2 separate regions of the Ovis aries genome follow, and region 1 is linked to region 2. A link is a contact called in public Hi-C data. All regions are on one chromosome and are shown on one strand. Each heading gives the region's core, a stretch centred on a gene start, on an enhancer-like site or on the middle of the called end of the contact. The rest is flanking DNA. Distances are from core to core; before and after follow the strand shown. Region 1 has its middle 34 kb from the start of ADGRF5. Region 2 has its middle 29 kb from the start of MEP1A.

Region 1 (6,258 bases), core at 2,413-4,912, 160 kb before region 2:
ATTTCCCTGAAACTGTGTGAATGAGAACGTTGACTTTTTGCTAACTATTGGCCAGAGGTTATCTTGTGACCCCAGAGGCCACCTAGACATCCCTCCCATGGGGATTTTCCTACAAGGCCACCTTACATCATTGAGCCTGAAAGGAGAGTCTCTTATTCCAGTATGCTTTTAAGACAGAGTCTTGTACAATATAAGTTATCAGGGGAGTGACAGCCTATAACTGTTGTCATATTCTATCAGCTAGAAGTGAATTACAGGTTCTGTCTACACTCAAGGGAAGGGAATTTCTGAAGGTATGAAGAGCAGGAGAAAGCGATTATCTGTGGTCATAGACATGAACTCCCAAGAATAAAGAGTAAGAGAGGAAAGAATAACGATAGAACTTTGGAAAGCAGGTGGGATGAGTGCAAACTGACTTAGCTAGCCTAAGAAAGCTAAATATTAAGCCAGCAGTAGGCCTTCCCTTGTGGCTCAGACGGTAAAGTGTCTGCCTACAATGTAGGAGACCCTGGTTCGATCCCTGGGTCGGGAAGATCCCCTGGAGAAGGAAATGGCAACCCACTCCAGTACTCTTGCCTGGAAAATCCCATGGATGGAGGAGCATGGTAGGCTACAGTCCATGGGGTCGCAAAGAGTCGGACAAGACCGAGCGACTTCACTTGGTCTTGGAGAAAGCCAAGGGGCAATCTGATTTTATCCTGCAAAATTTCTCAAAAGACTCAAGACTTGGCAGCATCAATTTCCTTAAGAAGTGAAGTGAGTCTGGGCCTAAACCATACATGTAGTTCAAAGTCAACTTAGGAAACAGACTCTCAGATGCCTCCTTCACCCCAAGTAGTCAAGTAATCACCTCTTTCTCCATCCTAGCTATAGACTATATGGGGATATTGAGATAGGAGGTAGATGCCCCCCCCCCCCCCCCCATAAAACAACTGGACATTCGTCTCCTATGGACTGAAACTCCAAGGCGAAAATAGTAGGACAATTAAGGGGGGAGGCTGGGCCCTAGACAGACCATGTATTTCTCATTCCCAAAGGCAGGAGACCTCCCTGATCACATGTGCACAGAAAGGCTCCTTGGAGGTCAAAGGGGAAGTAATGTCAAGGGATGCTCTACCCATACGGCTTTGTGGTAGAATCTATCCTGGCTAAGAGATGTGTGCCCACTAAATGACAGCTCACTAGGCTGTCTAGGAAAGCCCCCAATATTAAATGCAGAAACAGACAAACAGAAAGACTATAGAAAGAGTCAGTATGGTGTCACTTAGAATCCAGTTTATGGACTTGACTAGAAGATGAAGGAGAAAACTAAGAAAGGCAACTTGGGAGAAAAAACACAACTAGGAAGAGAGGAAGGGGAGGGATCAATACTACCCTCCAACAGAACATTGCCTTTATGAGTAGGATGCCATAAGAAGGAATATTGGGGCCACAGAAAGAATCTTTGGAACTAAAGATAGAATAATATAACTACTGATATATTTCAATTGAGGTGATGGAAGATAAAGTTGAGGCAATGACTTGGGAAGTAGAAATAAAAGAAAAAGAAGCAAAATGAAAGAGAAAAAAATTAGAGGACTAGACCCAAAGTTTCACCATTTGAATAACTGGATTTTCAGAAAGAAAGTGTAGAGGAACAAAAGGAAGGGTATGATTACAGAAGCTAATAGAAAACAGCTTTTTTCACTTAGGGACATGACTTTCTCTACTGGAATGGCTGAATGAATGCCCAGCATGATAAATGAAAATAGACCAAATAAATTCAGAAAGAGGCAATAAACCCAGAAAGAGGAAGACTTAGAATTCAAGATTCAGTAGAAGAGAGAGAGAAGGAAACTCCAGGGTTGCAGTAAAGAGAGCTGCTAGCCAGACAACAGCTGGGGGGACAGGTCCAAGCTGGATCTTCAGGGGAAATTGCTCAACAAGGTGAAAATGGTAGGAGACCTGATATACTTGAGTGGTTATTTAGAAGAGACTTACATATCGTGAGATGGGTTGGGGATGGATTTTTCATAAGAACACAGAAATCCAAGCAACTGAAAAAAGTCACATCTAAGAGAGATAAAATATTGTGCATAAAAGGAAAAACAATTAAACATACTACCTGCCTCAGCTATAAATAGAGCACGCAGAGTGCCAGTAAAGTGAAATGATTTTGCTATAACCCAAATGATAACAATATCCCAGGAAGGTGGAGAATAGGAGGTATATTTGGGAGGATGGGTAAAGAGATCTAAATTTTAATTGTTTGTTTCTGGAAATCAATAAAACTGAGAAATCAAGGAGTAACAATGCAAGCACGTTATTTAGAAACACAGAAATAAATATCAAAAGAATCAAGTAAATGAGTTAAAAGAGCTGATTTCAGGGACTTCTCTGGTAATTCAGTGGTTAGGAATCCGTCTGCCAATTCAGGAGACGTGAGTTCAATCCTTGGTCCGGGAAGATTCCACATGCTGTGAGGCAACTAGACCCATGCGCCACAACTACTGAACTACTGAGGCCCACACACTCTTGAGCCTGTGCCCCGTAACAAGAGAAGCCACCACGGTGCCAGCCTGTGCACCGCAACTAGAGAGCATCCCCCGCTCGGCACAGCTGGATGAGCCCGAGCACAGCAACAGAGACCCAGCATAGCAAAGATGAATAATTAACTTAGAAAAGAGTTGATCTCCGAGAATCAGGAAATTATAGAGTTATTTGACTCTTGAAACCATATCGTGTGACTTAGGTTAAATGCAAGTGTGTGTGTGTGTGTGTGTGTGTGTGTGTGTGTGTGTGTGTGTGTGATTAGAGATAGCTTGGTGACTTCTGAAGTTAGAAGTCACCTTGATTGACTTGCTTGGCCACAAGCTTATGTAGCTTTGGTCACCTGCTTCAGGTCTTGGAGACGCCTATGAGAGCCTCAATCTGTCCAGCAGGTCACTTGGTATACCAGCGTATGGTTCAAGGGAGGTTCTGGGCTAGAAATGCACTCTTAGAGTCCTCAGCTTAGAGATGACGGTTAAAGCCATGGGACCAGAGATCAGGTATGGGGAAAGAAGTGACGAGGTCCAGGCATTGAGCTCTGAAGGTGCCCCATCATTTAGAAGTAAGGAGAGGAAGAGGATTCAGTAAAGAGGAAGGAGAAGGGTAGCCTGTGAAGTAGGAGGGAAACCGAAAGAATGAGATCCAAAAGCAAAGAAAAGCATTTCAAGAGGATTTCGAGGAAGCAACTGGGTTAACTACTGCTCAGAGTCAAGAAAGAGGAAGAGCCTGACTTGCCTATTCCAGTTTGAATATGAAGATTACTAATACACAAATATAATGAGCTTCGAGTAAGAAATTTCACTAGAGGAAATTTTCACATTGAATACAGAGAATGGAATTGTGTTTAGATGTTGCCATGCCTCATGTTGGATAAGCTCTTTACAGATCTGCAACTAGTTATTTTAGAAAGATGAATTTTCCCCCCTGTTTTTCTGGTGCTTCCAAACAAATGAAGGGGCTGAAGGATGGTCATTTTGTTGAATCTTTCTAGATCTCAGCCAGGTATAGATTTTCAAAAGCCCCAAATCTATTTCTTTCTGTTCTTATGGGGAAAGACAATTTGCCTTTTGTTAAGAAGACAGCAGAGCTGTGCTGTACTTACCTTTATTAAACTTCAGGGGGCGGGCTCTGACCAAGAAATAAGCTCTGGACGAATTGCTCAATGCTTAAATACACCCGAGAGCCAGCCTGGAATCTGGGGAGATGAAAGGCATTTTAATCCAACTACTCTAATTAGGAACAATTTACAGTGTTGCTGCTGTGTTTTGTCTAGTAAAAGAGATTAGGGAACTAAGAGCATAATAGCTCTGTTTGGGATTGGGAAACAAAACCTCTGTTTCCTGGATTTATGCCCAAGGGTGCTGGCAAAGAGTTAGAAGTTGCTTTTAAGCAAAAGGAGAAATTAGCCATGGTTGGCAGGTGATTTTCACTTGCTAGAAAACCAGTGTTTTATTTAAATGTGAGTTGTCTCAAAGGATGTACATTGGGTAACTTAGGAAAAGGAGCAGTCCTTACGCTCGGTCAGTCGACTCTTCGCAACACCACGGACTGTAGCCCACCAGGCTCCTCTGTCCATGCGATTTTCCAGGCAAGAGTACTGGAGTGGGCTGCCATTTCCTACTCCAGGGGATCGTCCCGACCCAGGGATTGAACCCGCATATTCTGTGTCTCCTGTATTAGCAGGCGGATTCTTTGCCACTGAGCCACTGGGGAAGCACTAACTTAGGAATATGCAGAGTTAATTCAAATACGTGGTGCCAAATGGAGTGTGAATATTCCTAGACTTTCACATTCATTGTTTACTTTGGGAGAAAACGGTCTGGCAGATTTTCTGCAGTCTTGTCACACGTGAACTTCCATGGACAAGTTACCCCAGCTCTTCACAGATTCCATTTTGTACCCAAGGTCATAGGAGTAGAGGAAACAAAACAAAAACATAAAACAGTGACTTCATTCAGAGCAAAGATTTGCTAAGTCCTCAAAGATGTATCCGGAAAGATCAAGGCTGCTTACAATTTGCTCCTCAGCCCTGCACTAGCTGCCAGGGCTTGCCTTTGTGTCCCCTAGTCCAAGCTCCTGCTGCTCACCCCACGACAGGCCAATAAATCCAGAGATGAAGTGTTGGGGTAAGCAATGGGGACTTTATTTGGAAAGTCAGCAGATGAAGATGGTGGACTAGTGTTCCAAAACACCATCTTGCCCAGATTTGGATGCTAGTTTAAGGAGCCAAGACAAGAACATGAAGATGTCAAGTGAAAAAGGGTGTGTGTGTGTGTGTGCTAGTCCATCAGTCGTGTCTGACTCTTTGTGACCCCGTGGATTGTAGCCCATCAGGTTCCTCTGTCCATGGGATTCTCCGGGCAAGAATACTGGAGTGGGTTGCCATTTCCTTCTCCAGGGGATCTTCCAATCCAGGGAATGAACCCAGGTCTCCTGCATTGCAGTCAGATGCTTTACTGTCTGAGCTACTAGGGAAACCCTAAAAAAAGTGGTACATTGTAAATATTTCTTGGTTCCAATCAGACTTCAAGAGATGTGTTCATTTCTTTTTTTCTACAACTATTTGTAAGTTGGCTAAGGGCTTCCCTGGTGGCTCAGATAGTAAAGAATCTGCCTGCAGTGCAGGAGACCTGCATTCAGTCCCTGGGTTGGAAGATCCCCTGGAGAAGGAAATCGCAATCCACTGCCGTATTCTTGCCTAGGAAATCCCATGACAGAGGAGCTGGCAGGCTACAGTCCCTGGGGTCTCAAAGAGTTGAACAGGACTGAGCAACTAACACTAACACTTTCTTTCACTGGTCAGGATGTTTCTTGTTAGCTAAACAAAGGCATTTTAGCTTACTGCTCAGGCAGGGGAGTCAGGGTTCCCCCAGATGGGCCATTATGTATACTTTAAGTCTTAGGCAACAGCCCATTAGTGATTCAGTTCAGTTTAGTCGCTCAGTCGTGTCCGACTCTGCGACCCCAAGAATCTCAGCACACCAGGCCTCCCTGTTCTTCACCCTCTCCCGGAGTTCACTCAAACTCACATCCATTGAGTCGGTGATGCCATCCAGTCATCTCCTCCTCTGTCGTCCCCTTTTCCTCCTGCCCCCAATTCCTCCCAGCATCAGAGTCTTCTCCAATGAGTCAACTCTTTGCATGAGGTGGCCAAAGTACTGGAGTTTCGGCTTTAGCATCATTCTTAGCTTGTAGCAAAAGCAATAGCTTTCTCTGTCCACTCCATGTATCAATCTGGTATTGCAGTACCTCCAGGAATGTTGCACCTCCCCTGGGGAAAGAGGAAAAACAATAGAATACACAATTTAAAGTAAAAGAAGCAGATCCAATGTGGAGTCACGTTTATTCTTCCCAATTACACTAGCACACAATGGGTTTTGAGAGAAAAGATAGGAGAGGGAATAGAAGGGACCAAGGCCCTTGGGATTCCAGTTTCTGTGCTAGACTCAGCATAGATCACACCCTTTGATCCTAAAAATGACACAATAAGTTGCATATTATTTTCCCCCTTCTACAGATGAAGCTGGGACTCAGAGTTTAGGTAATTTGCATGCCTAAGAAGGGGTCCAGAGCACTCCACTCTTTGCGACCCCATGGGGCCCACCAGCCTCCTCTGTCCATGGGATTCTCCAGGCAAGAATACTAGAGTGGGTTGTCATTTCCATATTCAGAAAACCTCTCAGCTTCACTCCATGCAAGCAGCAACCATTCCTAATATTCTGAGAATAA
Region 2 (5,609 bases), core at 2,222-4,721:
CTTAATTAGTATTTTATATTCCTTTTTGTTTTAACACCAAGTGTTCACAACCTAGTGTGTGCTTTACGCCACAGGTGCCCAGCAGATTTCCAGTGCTAAGGACCCACGTGTATCTAGAAGCTGCTGCACCAGGGAGCACAGCTTAGAGCATAAATCAGGCACAAATGCTTCCGCTGTGCTGTTTCCTTTCTCTGTAGGAACACCAGGGTAGGAAAATGAATTTAAAACAGGCCTTGCCACATCATTCGGGCCAGTCTCTGCAGAGATGCTACACATATGGGAGCTGGAGGGACCAGAAATCCGTAATATTGGGGGTGGCCATGAAGTTCGTTGGTGTTCGTGTTCATTCATGTTCATTTGTAATAGCTTATGGAAAAACCCAAATGAAATTTTGGGCCACCCCCAATACTTTTCTTCCATACAACTCCTGCCCCTCCAAGCTGGCTTGAAAGCCACACTCTTATACCCTATCCTTGGAGATCTCTGACAAGCATGAGGTATCAGCCCTGGAAGATGGCAGTTTCATGTCTTTTCCAGGAAGAAGTAAGGGCCCGAAGATCCCCATCGCCTTCTTTGTTGAAGGGAAAGCTTGAGGTCTCATTGGCGGGATGTAGCAGAAAGCACATGGCTCCTGGAACAGAAGACACCTTTCCTCATTCTTCTGGACCCTTCACGAAAGCTCTCTGGCCCGTGGTTTACCCATCTGAAAAATGGGAATCATTTTAATTACCTCTCAAGTCTATTTTAAGCCCCCAAAGCATAGTTTATAGGAATATGTTTTGGAGGCGTCAAGTATCATGCAAGTAAAAGATCATTTTCAGGACTTTCTTGGTGGCCCAGAGGTTAAGAATCCGCCTGCCAATCCAGGGGACACAGGTTCGAGCCCTGGTCTGGGAAGATTCCACATGCTGCGGGGCAACAAAGCCCGTGTGCCACAACTACTGAGCCTGTGCCCTAGAGCTCGTGAGCTGCAACTACTAAAGCCCGTGTGACCTCGGGCCTGTGCTCCACAGCAAGAGAAGCCACCACAATGAGAAACCCGTGCGCTACAATGAAGGGCCCCTGCTCGCCACAAACAGAGAAAGCCTGCACAAAGCAACAAAGATCCAGCACAGCTAAAAATAAATAGAATTAAAATAACCTGTTTAAAGCAAAAGATCATTTCCAGTATCACTTTGAAAGGCAGGGAGAGGCTGACCACAGGGGAGCTTTGGGAAGGGGACAGTAAGCTCTGGTGACCCTAGTGAGAGTCCAGGGGAGTTCTAAGCCTGGGTGTCAAGGGTCATCAGGAGAGACACAGGGGTCATCAGGATGGGTAGGGTACTCTTCATCAGATGCCCATGGGGGCGTGAGGGAACACGCAACAAATGACTGACTTTGAAGATTTCCTCCAAGGAAATTGTCCTGCAGGTGACAAGATGACTTTTCTCCCAAGGACCCAAAGCACATGGGCAGGTTGGCAATCCTTGGGCAATGCTGCTCCAAGACATGCCTTTACATTGATTTTCTGTACTTCCCATAAGGGTCCAGTCTGAATTCCTGGAGTCCTAGGCATGACCCTGCCCCAGGCACACAGCCCAGTGGGCACATACCGGACCCTGTCACCCGCCAGTGTAGGGAGAGCCATCTGAGGCCCAGACCAGCCCCAGGTGCCTTCAACCCTCCTGCAGGTGGGGACCCCTAGAGATTGACTTCTCGCCATGACTACCTCAGGGCCCTCTGAGCTCAGGTCAGAGGGCCTGTCCCAGGGGATGAAAGCTGGGGGAAGCAGGAAAGCCTATGAAGCCATGATGAGTGGGTTCCCAGGGGAGGCCTGCTCTGAATATGGCCTCCCCAGCATCAGATGGACCCCAGGTGTCCTCTCTCCCAGGAGCAGCAACATCACTCACAGGCCACCTGTCCCTCTGGGGGCTCATTGCAAATCACCCTTTATCTCCGCCAGTGTCAAGCAGTGGCCAAGAGCAGAGAGCAGAATTGCCCCCTGGGCCAGGCCTGACACAGCCCCCTGTCTCTCTGTTCCCATCCCTGGTCCTGAAGGAAGTGGGGTGGGGATGAAGCCCCTAATTGTTCCCATTTACCAACCTCACCGCCCCATCTTTCCTTATGTCCTGGTGGACAGATGTCGAAGTTTATCCTCTTATATGCTCTCAAGAGGAAACAATTTTCATGACTCTACAATTAACTGAATATGGAGCAGACAGGGAAAATAAAAGAAGAAAGATGGGCACAATTACTAAAGCCAGCCCTGTGCCAGAATCCTATTATTTATCTCCAAATACTAGTTTCCATGTGGTGTGGGTTTGATCTAGATACAAGCATCTTGTCTATTTAAAAAGTAATTATCTAGACATCTCTTCTTTCCTTTTCACCTGAAAACTTTGAGGGGACAAACTGAAAGGTCATGAGTGTCCCCCTGCACGAATGGGCCAACTTCGGGGGTTACTCCAGCCCGTTCTCATCCCAAGGTTTTTATTTTTTCATGCAGAGCCAAGTCCCAAACGAAGCATGCTGATGACTATTAGAAACTAAACAGCAAATTCAGAAGTCCAGAAAAAAAGCAAACAAAAAACAACAAGGAAAAAAAAAAACCACCAGGCTCTTTCCTCATCATGAAAAGAAACAGGAACTGAGTGGGCAAGTCCTGAGCAGATGGCTGCCACCTCCCACTTCCCATGTCCCTGTGTTGACTTAGGACCCCGCCTTTTTGGGAACCACTTTTGATGGGTATCATCCTGGGTCCTCCATCCTGCCAAACGGCCCACCCCTACCCGCCACCCGACTCAATGCAAGAGGGGCCCGCCGGCTTCTCCTGAGGCTTGATCGCCACCTGCCGGTTATTAGAGGAAGCGCCTCCGCTGAGCCCCTTGGCGGGACCTCGAAGGTGTGCAGCTACTGTTAGCTGGTGGGTGAGAGCCTGGAAGGCGGCGGGCAGAGGACAAGTAACTTGGGACGGACGTATGAAAGGAATGACAGAAACCAGGCACGAAAAATGACTCTCGATGCCCTCCTCCTAACACTTTCATATTATGATCCTCGCAGGAGAAAAAGAAATGATGCAGAAAGCGATGTCAGATTATAGACACGCAATTGCACTCGGTGTGATGGGTTTGCGGGCAGGCGTGCATTTCTGAGGGGTACTAGCCGGGATCACTCCCTCCTTCTGTCTTTTATCCTCCTTCATGGACAGAGTCTTATTTATGGATCTAAAAGCAAAGCTAAAAGCAGCCTGGGAAATCACCTGGCCCCCTCATTTCAGACAGGAGTGTAGAAGGCAACTTGAGGAAGTTAAAACCGGGGCCTTCCAAGCTCCTAGGGACCTTCCCACTTCCCCCTCTATGCACCTTCTAGAGGGTGAACCAGGATGGTCTTATTCCTGTTTTTTTCATTCACCCACAGAAACCTACTGCTGGGCTGGGCTTTCGTTTTCAGGCTGTGTTGATTCTGCAGCTGTCTCAGGGCTAGGGACACATCAGCCAGCAGCCACGGCCAGCTGGTAAGGTTTTAGCCTAGTCTCTGGGACACACAATGAAGAGGGGGCCACTGACTCTGCAGCCAAATGTGATCCAAGAAGATTCAGAAGTAAACAGTACAGCTGCCGAAAGGGCCGGCCCCTTGGGGCAGAGGGACAAGCTGACCCGGCTTTGCATGAGAGGCAGATGACTTCCGACTGCAGGGGAATGTCATATGCCTGGGAAATTACTCATAGCCCTCAGGATAGCTCTCAGCCCTTCTCTCTTGTGCAGGACATCCTTTTAACAAACAAAATCACAAGGAGAGATGAGGCTTAACATGGACCAACCTCCAGGAGAGGGACACAACATAGGACAGGAAATGTACCCTCCATGGAAAACAGCTGATAACTCTCTATGTCAACCAACATTTATTGAGTTCTTGCTATTTATTTGGTGCTGTCCTAGAATCTAATTTAAGCCTGACAACAACCCCTGACAGGGTGGAGGAAGTATTCTTTTTCTCTTCATTTTACAGATGAATAAACTAAGCACAGAGAGGTTAATCACTTTCCCAGAGTCACACAGCTCAAGAATGATACCGAATGCAGTGTCTGACCTAGAACATGAGCACATCGCCACCTCACTTGTTGCTTTCCTGTGATGGAGACAGACTCCCACGGTGGGGAGTGTTCTGAACACAGGAAACAAGAGAGGGAGAATCAGATGACACGAAGGGTGGAGAAGCTAAGACATCTCCAACCTTAATTCCACTTTATAATTTCATCTTGGGGCAGCCCATGCTAGTGTTCTGTGCAAACATGGAACCACTTCCTTTTCCAGTCTCTGATGGAGCATGAAAGGATGCCAGCTTTGCTGAAAGTAGATCTCTCCAATCTGAAAGTTAGACAGCACTCTGCACATATTTTAACTCTACGCTGTTGTCTATCACCCCATTTTATTACTCTGTAACCCTGCAGATGTTAAAGTGGGCTTACAGACGTCACTGGTGGTCCAGTGGCTAAGATTCTATGCTCCCGATGCAGCAGGCTGGGGTTTGATCCCTGGTCAGGGAAGTAGATCTCACATTCCACAACTAAAGATGCTGCAACAAGGACCCCATATGCTACAACTAAGACCCAGTACAACCAAATAAATAAACAGGTTTTAAATAAAATAAAGTGAGCTGGGAGGAGGTAGACAGCTATTACTTCCATCCGACAGATTAGTAAAGGAAGACCGAGCGTATGAGTGATTTTATGACAGTTGCAGAGCAAGTTACTAATAGATGGCCCACTCAAGCCTGTAGCCAGGGAGCCTAAAGTTCAGGCCTCTTTTCTGTCCACTAAAGCAGCAGTTCTCGCATCAGCATCACCTGGGAACCTGCTAGATGTGCAAATTCTTAGACTCCATCCCAGAGCTACTGAATGACAAATTCTGGGGGCAGTGCCTGTGATCTGTGTTTTAACCAATCCCCCTGGGTGCTGATGCAGCAAAGGTGCTGACACACCTTTGGCTAGAGAGTCAGTGTTCGGTGCAGAAGTTGCACCTGCTACAGACTCTTCTCACACCTGTGCATGAAAGGGACTCTTCTTAACCCCTTATGTTTATTTCCAGAACGGCCATGAAGTATATGCTTAGAAGGCTGATAATGTAACACCTTCCCAGGTGGCGCAGTATGGTGCAGTAGTGAAGAATCCACCTGCCAACGTAGGAGACGCAGAAGACTCAGGTTTGATCCCTGGGTCGGGAAGATCCCCTGGAGGAGGAAATGGCAACCCACTCCAGTATCCTTGCCTGGAGAATCCCATGATCAGAGGAGCCTGGCGGGCTACAGTCCGTAGGGTCACAAAGAGTTGGACACGACTGAGCAGCTGAGCACACACGAGGGATAGCCTGGACTACTCAGGCTCTGTTAAGTACTGATATTTTCTTTTAGGGAACTTCTGGAGCCAGCGTTTTCTGGGGCTTGTGTGGACTGAGGATGGGAACCTCAGCTCTCCTTATTTGATCTCTCTTGCAGCTTTCTCACCCCGGGCAGTTTGGTCTCCTTAGGAGCTGTGGAAAGAAAGTATGTCTACAAATACTTTCTTCTACCTAATACTTTCAATTTGTTAATAAGATAATTTTATATAGGAATAGTATATCAAATATATTTTA

What was found. Hi-C and Micro-C count contacts between places; a contact is called where the count stands out from the background.
Region 1: a Hi-C map of liver shows a contact between it and region 2, with 8 times the contacts expected there. The contact joins two enhancer-like sites. A contact is called at or near these places in 8 of 16 Hi-C or Micro-C datasets (hypothalamus, liver, mixed tissues and 3 more).

The regions. Positions count from the first base shown.
Region 1 is chr20:20,153,860-20,160,117 of ARS-UI_Ramb_v3.0, reverse strand. No RefSeq gene overlaps it. Among named protein-coding and RNA genes, the nearest start is that of ADGRF5, 34 kb to the right of the region's middle. Within about 2 kb of position 3,662, at least 3 of the 54 cell types and tissues checked have an H3K27ac peak or open chromatin away from gene starts, as enhancers often do. A contact at or near this core is called in liver, where this site is marked.
Region 2 is chr20:19,997,898-20,003,506 of ARS-UI_Ramb_v3.0, reverse strand. No RefSeq gene overlaps it. Among named protein-coding and RNA genes, the nearest start is that of MEP1A, 29 kb to the right of the region's middle. Within about 2 kb of position 3,471, at least 3 of the 54 cell types and tissues checked have an H3K27ac peak or open chromatin away from gene starts, as enhancers often do. A contact at or near this core is called in liver, where this site is marked.